Regions from separate parts of the Zea mays genome. Here region 1 is linked to region 2. A link is a contact called in public Hi-C data. All regions are on one chromosome and are shown on one strand. Each heading gives the region's core, a stretch centred on a gene start, on an enhancer-like site or on the middle of the called end of the contact. The rest is flanking DNA. Distances are from core to core; before and after follow the strand shown.

Region 1 (4,103 bases), core at 801-3,300, 320 kb after region 2:
CACACATAAGCATCGATCAAACCGGGTGCTGCTACTACGTACTGACTCCACACCAGCAGCTAGCATGCATGGTGCAACTGGGCGTTCTTTTTTTTTCTTTCTTTACACATCTCATATCGACCACGTTACGTTCTGCTACAAGGTAAGGTATTACGTAGTAGTAGAAGCTAGAAGACGATCGGTCGAGCTTTCCTCCTCTGATCCCCACCCCTGCAGGCCACGTGTCTCAGCCCCCTCAGCACACCGCGTGACGTGGCACCACCCTCGCCTCCAGCGGTGCAGCCATCTCACACGACAGCCTCAGCACTTCGGATAGGTCGACGCCGCCGCCGCGTGGCTCGTCGGACGGCGGCAGCCATTTGAACTCGTACAGCAGGGTGGCGACCCAGAATCCGACGGTAGCCACCGCGAGTGACTTGCCGGGGCAGCTCCGCCTGCCGGACCCGAAAGGCGCGAGCCGGAGATCCGAACCCATTATCGGGACGTCCTCGGCGGCAGGGCCCATGAACCTCTCGGGCCTGAACTCCATTGGCTCAGGCCACAGGCTGGGGTCATGGGTTATGGCCCACATGTTCACCATGGCGGTGGTGCCCGCGGGCACAAGGTACCCGCCTACGTGCACGTCTGAGGTGGCGAGGCGCGCCCAGGAGAGCAGTGGGCCTGGCGGGTGCAGGCGTAGCACTTCCTTGATGACCGCCTGGAGGTAGGGCAGCGAGGCCGTGTCCGACTCCGTCACGGCCTGGCCCAGCCCGACCACCCGGTCCAGCTCCTCCTGGACCTTGCTCTGCACGTCCTGGTGCAGCACCAGACGGGCCAGCACCCACTCGATCAGGACTGCCACCGTGTCCGTGCCTCGGAAGATCATCTCCTGCGAGGTGTGCGATCACAAGTTAAAGGCGCGTTCGCCTTATCGGTCTTTCTTTCTTTTCTTTTCCCTGCTGATAGTTGAAGAGCGAGCAGGGTGGGTGCAACGTGCATACGTACCCACAGAACGGCGATCATGTCGGCGTCGGAGAGCTTGTCGTCGCCCTGGAGGGAGAGCAGGACGTCCGTGAAGTCCATGACGGCGGTGTCGACGCCGCGGCCGAGGCGGGCACGGTGCTCGCCGATGATGTTGCCAACGAAGCGGTTCACCCGCGGGACGAGCGCGCAGCACCTGGCCCGGGTCTTCTGCAGGTCGAAGCGGGCGAGCCACGGGAGGTGGTCGGACCAGTTGAGCTGCCCAAGCAGGTCGTAGCCTTCGTCTACCAGGGCCTTGAGCTCCTCGGCCTCCCGGCTGTCCGCCATCAGGTCGTACCTGCGGCCGAACACCGACCACATGACGTTGTGCAGCGACGCGCGCTTCAGGAACCGGCGCGCCACGACGACGGGGGCGTGGGCCGCGGCGGTCGTCGTGGCGTCCACCATCTGGCGCGCGATGGCCGCGCGCTGCGCCGCGGAGGCCGCGATCTGGCGCGGCGAGAAGAGGTGCGCGGACGCGACGCGCCGGAGCGCGCGCCAGTAGGCGCCGTGCGGGGCAAAGCCGATGGCGCGGTGGAACAGGAGCCCGTACGCGGACTCCTTGACGGGGCGGTCGGCGAAGGCGGCGCTGGCGAGCAGCTCCCGCGCGACGTCGGGGTCGGCGGTGACCACCACCCGGGTCTCGCCAAGCGAGAACGCCATGAGGCGGCGCCTGCTGGCCTGTCTCTCGGCCGCCGCCGAGAGCTTGCGGTGCGCCAGGCCGGTCATCAGGCCCATGCTGCCGACCACCGGCAGGCCCCGGGGTCCCGGGATGGCGGCACGGACGATGCCCAGCCCGGCCCGCCTGGTCCACCAGTACCACCCCCAGGCGGGGCCGCCCGGGGACGCCCAGTGCAGGAGCGACGTGACTACGCAGGCCGCGACGAAGACCGCGGCGAAGCCGAGCAGGCGCTGAGGGTCGCCGCATTTGGCGGCCAGGGAAAGGTACAGCAGCCAGCCGCAGTCCTCTGTTGGCGGCGCCATGGCTAACTAACCTTTTTTTTTGTGTGTGTGTCGATTGGATGCACTACTACTACTACTCCCGATTCGGGACACAGGAAAGGAGGTGGTCGTTTCCTTCTCGTGTGGAAGTGGGAAGACCGGAGGCCGCCTTGTTCAAGTCTTCGGAGGACTGGAAATGGCGGCCCCTTGAATTTATAGCTGCGGCAGAGCGCAGACGTTGACGCGGTGTGTGCTTATAGCTGCTAAAAGTAGTTAACTGACCATAAACACACAAACAGGGGAGGATTTCTTTTAAGGCAAGGCAATAATGGCGGGAGCAAGCTACTATACTAATGTTTTAAGACCACTCTTAGGGCCAGTTTGAAAACAACTTTTTACCGCGGGATTTTTATTTTCCCAGGAGAATTTAGTTCATTTTCCCTTAGAAAATATGAATCCCTTGGTAAAATATAGTTCTCAAGCTAGCCCTTAATATAAAATAAACTATAAAAAAATATATATTGATCAAAGAGATATGATATTTTTTATATATTCGAAGAGAGTTTTACAAGATATAGATATGCTGGAAACTAGATAGGGAACCCTCACTAAATACGGGCTAGCAACAGTGGCACTAGACTGACGACGACGACGACGTGAAACACGTCGACGATATTTCTACCGGGCCACAGTGGTGCTTGGGGTGGTGCGATGGCCATCTAGCAAGGGGTGCACAACATGTAGGATGGCACAGAGAGACGCGTGGAGCCTGCGAGCTCTGGCAGGGCCTAAGTCGGTGTCGCCCGCACATGACCGTCGTGCCTTTAGCGTGGTTCTTCTGTTGGTAAAGAAAGTAGGTAGACGACGAAGGGCCAGGAGCACCTGATCCTGTTGTACCCGTGCACACGGGTATATGCAGTTGAATACCTACCCACACAAATACATATACCATATTTCTTAAATTTAAACTTGATTGTAGATAGTTTAGCTGTATGTACGTACGTATGTACGTACGTACGTATGTATGTATGTATGTATGTATGTATGTATGTATGTATGTATGTATGTATGTATGTATGTATGCTGGTCCGGGTGGTTCGGTAAGAGCTCACAGTATTTATTCACAAGAGCTCGTTTCATAGTAACTTGGTTAACTCGCACTAACATTTTTATAATCAAGTTTGTGGCTATTTAGTGTTTGATTTTACAGGATCACCTATTCACCCCCCTCTAGGTGCTCTCAATTGGTACCAGAGTCAAACTCTTCATCTAAGGGACTAACCGCCCGAAGAGATAGATCCTAAGGGTAAGGGGATGGTGGTCAACGACAAGGAGTCCCTCTTCAACGAACCAAGAGACGACAAGCCTACTGACTCAGGCTCGAGTCACAAGAAGAGGGATGGGAAGAAAAAGAGGCGCATCAAGAAGATCATATACTATGAAAGCGACGTTTTCTCTTCTTCACCAAGGGATGATGACGACGACGACGACTCATCCAAAAGAAAGACGGTTAATCAAAACTACTCTTTTGACTATTCTCGCATTCCTTATAATTCAAATGCGCATCTACTATCAATTCCCCTAGGAAAACCCCACACTTTGATGGAGAGGACTATTCTTTTTGGAGTCATAAAATGCGTAGTCATTTATTCTCCCTCTATCCTAGCATTTGGAAAATTGTTGAGAATGAGATGCATTTTGATAGTACTGATAATCCTGTGCTTATAAATGAACAAATTCATAAAAATGCCCAAGCTACTACTGTTTTGCTAGCATCTCTTTGCAGGGATGAGTACAATAAAGTGAGTGGCCTGGACAACTCTAAGCAAATCTAGGATACTCTCAAGATATCACATGAGGGTAATGACGCCACTATGATCACAAAGATGGAACTGGTGGAAGGCGAGCTGGGGAGGTTCGCGATGATCAGGGGAGAGGAGCCAACACAGACCTACAACAGGCTCAAAACCCTGGTCAACAAAATCCGAAGCTATGGAAGCACAAGATGGATGGATCATGACGTCGTCCGACTCATGCTGAGGTCATTTACAGTAATTGACCCTCATCTTGTGAATCTTATTCGTGAAAACCCCAGGTACACCAAGATGACGCCCGAGGAAATACTCGGAAAATACGTGAGCGGGCGTATGATGGTGAAAGAA
Region 2 (3,765 bases), core at 443-2,942:
GTCCGGTGGCACATCAGACAGTCCGATGAATTATAGTGGAGTGCCCCTGCAGAATTCCCGAGAGTGGCTGGTTTGGAGGGCGCCTGGCCTGGTGCACTGGACAGTGTCCGGTGCACACCAGACACTGTCCGGTGCGCCAAAAAACAGCACACTCTATGTCTTGCTCCAATTTTTGATTGAGTCCCTAACTGAATTTCTTTCTTAGTTTGTGTTGAACCTTATGCATCTGAGATAAATGATATCTAGACAAACTAGTTAGTCATGTGGTTTGTGTTGTACATCAACCACCAAAATCGATTATAGAAAATGGTTAACCCCATTTCCCTTTTAAGAGGGAGAGAGTGGACGAGCAAAGTGAGACGCGGCGTCGACACGTGGGGCCCACCTGTCAGCGGACGCGGGCGTGGCTAACTGGGCCGAGCGGGCTGAGGAGGGGGGGACTTCGGGCTTCTTTTCCTTTTTTCCTTTATTCCCGAATTTCTAATCCTTTCTCCTTTTGTTTTTTTCTTTTGAATTCAAATTCAAACATGCTCCAAATTCAAATTCAAACAATTCAAACATGTGCATCAAACAAAATGATAATTTATGCCTAGCATGATTCAACGTCCCATGACTCACATAGGTTTTGATATAGAGTAAAGAAATAGTTAATCTCCGACCTAATAGACATGATTCTAATAAAAAGAGGAGAGAGGAAGACTAGAGAGAGAAACAAGAGGTAACACCTGAATTTGGTAGACATTAGAGAAGAAATTTTATACCCAAATTCAGGGTGTTACACCATTGGAGAAAGCCTAACAGCTAGAGTGAAGTTGCATGCCTTGAAAAAATCTACATGGTATGACGAAAAGTGTAGCGAGATACCTTTTTACATTAGATACATTTTCTCCTAATCTGAGCTGTATTCTCATGCCACTTGATTGACTTTTAGGCTATGTCCAGTAGCACCCCTATTGTGCCCCTCATGCGAAAAAGGGTCATCTGTTACTAACACATCTCTAGCGGAGTGTGAATGCATATGAAAAAGGGTGTTGACTCCACGCGTACCCCAAATTGGATACTCTCCCATCTCTATGTACCAGTAGATGTCTCCCTCTCCCCTTTCTCATGTCCGCTCCGCTCTCAACTCGAAATGAGTTTATTTTCTATATTCTTACTAAATAAAACATACTACCAATCCTTCCTATTTTATATATCCGTGTCAAGCATCCGCGAAACTGCTTTATAAGGCTACCATTAGCTTATCTTATATATAATCGTGCAAAACATCAAAGGGTCTATTTGGTTCGAGTAGATTCCTAAAAATTCGATTCTAACTGTGAGACGTAAGAAATCTGTTGTGAACGACGATTGTAAAAATTATATTTTGTTTGGTTGGAACAACTGTCAAACATAGATTCTATATGATCAAAATCGTTTGTAACATGTATGATAAAAATTTAGAAAATGTAGGGTAAAAGTTGATTCCAAGTTAAACTAGAGAAATATGTAGATTTTTAGAAATCTATTCTAAATTTTTTAACAGCTAATCTAGTTTAAAAAGCGGACCAAGCGTACGCTAAGTTTTGAGATCGAAAGGGCAGCTGTAGATAGCATAAAGCCCAGCCCAAGTATCCAGCCTCACGACCGACTCCCTCAATTACCTGCCCGTCCCAATTGTTTCCGCAAGTCGCCCAGACCAGATTTGCCAGAACGCAACCTCGGCTCCGAAACCCTAGCCGCACGCAGTTGTCCACTTCTACTCCCCTCGCCTCGCCACACCCGCCGCGCGGCACGATCAGACGCCATGGCCGCCGAGAACTACTGGAGGTACGCTGATGCGCGGCAGCAGCAGCAGGCGATGGTGGCCGCCGCGGCGGCCGCAGCGGGGATGGCTCCCGCGGCGACCGTCGCCGCGGCCCAGACGGTCGGGAGTGCGGCGGCGGCTATGAACCAGCAGGCTGCCGCCGCCGCCATGGCGCAGCAGGCCGCCGCTGCGCCGCCTCTCAAGCGTGCGCGCCCCGACTTCGGTGGTTCGTGCCCCCCCCCTCCCCTCTTTTTTTTTGTACGGGACGATCACCAGATCTTGTTTTTTTTGTGGCTATTTCCCCCCTCCGACTCCGATCTCCTCGTTGCCTGTGCTTTGCGGGATTTAGGAGTATCTTGCTGGTTGTTAGGTTCGTAATTTTAGATCCAGCGTTTAGATCTGCAGAGCAGTTTTGGTTGGGAGATTCTCCATGCATCTGGGCTGTCTGCCATAGTTTAGGTGACAAGCTACGTTCGTTGCACTATATTGAGAATTGTGTCCTTGTTGACTATTCTTGAGCTACAGTTGTTGGGATTGTTGATTTGGGGAGAAAATTATGTAATGATATTGCTTAGCCATATGCTGATTTGGCTTAGGGTGGAAAAGGATGCTTGCCGACTTGCCGTATCACAGGGCTTTTACAGAAACAAAATCATCGTTGATCTTGCACTTTTCATGTATTCCTGGATCGGTCGGCCTATTGATTGGTCGATTTTGGTGCTCAGGGATTTTTTCACTATTCAAACTTATTAAAATAGTCATCAGTAAAAAAGTGAAGCTGAGACCGGGAGTTTTTTTTGTAGTTGTCTTCTGTAACAAAATCCTGAACTTTCTGGTGAAATCGTTATCTTGGTTACACGCGATAGTTGGAGGTGAGGCTTGGGGGTGATCTTTGATTTCTTCTTCCATTTTCGCAGATGTGTCTGGTGGGCAAGACATGACAGGATATTATCCACGTGAAACTGACAGGTCAGGATACCATTCCCTCAGAGAGAACGACACACTTGGGGCATCTTATGACCGTTACTTGCGCAATGGGGTACAAACACAGTTTTCATATTGTACTACCTTTTTTTTGGTCAGAGCACAGAGTTATTGACATGCCTTTTATCTGTGTGATAAATTCATAGATGGCCTCCGTCGGTGCAAATGACACTTCTAGGGCTGCCGGGATGGGTGCTGGATTGGCTGCAGGGATGACTGCAGGGATGGGTGCTGGAATGGCTGCAGGGATGGCTGGCTATGGTGTTGATGGTCAGCGTATGATGGGTGTTGTTGGTATGGACAGCAGAGGGATGGGATATGGTGGCAGACCTGAGCCACCTCTTCCGCCTGATGCATCAAGCACTCTATATATTGAGGGCTTACCTGCAAACTGCACACGACGGGAGGTTTCACGTATCCTTCTCCAAAATATCATTATTGTCCTTTGCTAAACTTATTTTTCTAAATGTGTCTTGCTAGCTTTGAACATTCCGTTGACCCCCTTTAGGTCTTGTTCGGTTATTCCAATTACATGTGTATTGAAATGGATTGGGATGGATTTTGACTTGTTATGGATTTAAACCGACTCAATACCACCCAATCCACATGGATTAACGGTGAAACGAACAAGCCCTTAAATGTCACATTCTACAGTTTGTCTGCTTTTGTTGAAAGACTTATGGTGCTCCCCGACTCTGTAAGGCTTTGTTTGAGTACTGTAGTATTCACCACAATCCATATATATTGAGGTGGATTGGGGTGTGGATTGGGGTACACCTCAATACATGTGGATTATGGTGACTAGAGTACCCAAACAATGCCTAAATCTTCATATTGTTCATCTTCTCTGGTTTCTTTCTGTTTATATGCTTCAAGTCTTGTTTAATCTGAAGTACTGATTGGCGGTACCTGTGTATGTTGCCATTCTCTTAAAATATTTTTGTTCCTTAACCTTTTGATTCCTTAGATATATTTCGCCCATTTGTTGGTTTTCG

Evidence for each region. Hi-C and Micro-C count contacts between places; a contact is called where the count stands out from the background.
Region 1: a Hi-C map of ear shows a contact between it and region 2, with 2.3 times the contacts expected there. The contact joins the promoter of LOC100274430 here to the promoter of LOC100382777 in region 2. A contact is called at or near these places in 2 of 25 Hi-C or Micro-C datasets (ear and tassel).

What each region holds. Positions count from the first base shown.
Region 1 is chr4:222,597,561-222,601,663 of Zm-B73-REFERENCE-NAM-5.0, forward strand. LOC100274430 (putative cytochrome P450 superfamily protein) reads right to left here and starts at 2,051. Exons shown (of 2, transcript NM_001148789.1): 1 at 985-2,051; 2 at 1-868. The coding sequence starts at 1,983. The coding sequence ends at 236.
Region 2 is chr4:222,278,383-222,282,147 of Zm-B73-REFERENCE-NAM-5.0, forward strand. It overlaps LOC100382777, which reads left to right and starts at 1,693. Exons shown (of 6, transcript NM_001175486.1): 1 at 1,693-2,012; 2 at 2,704-2,825; 3 at 2,917-3,184; 4 at 3,738-3,765. The coding sequence starts at 1,787.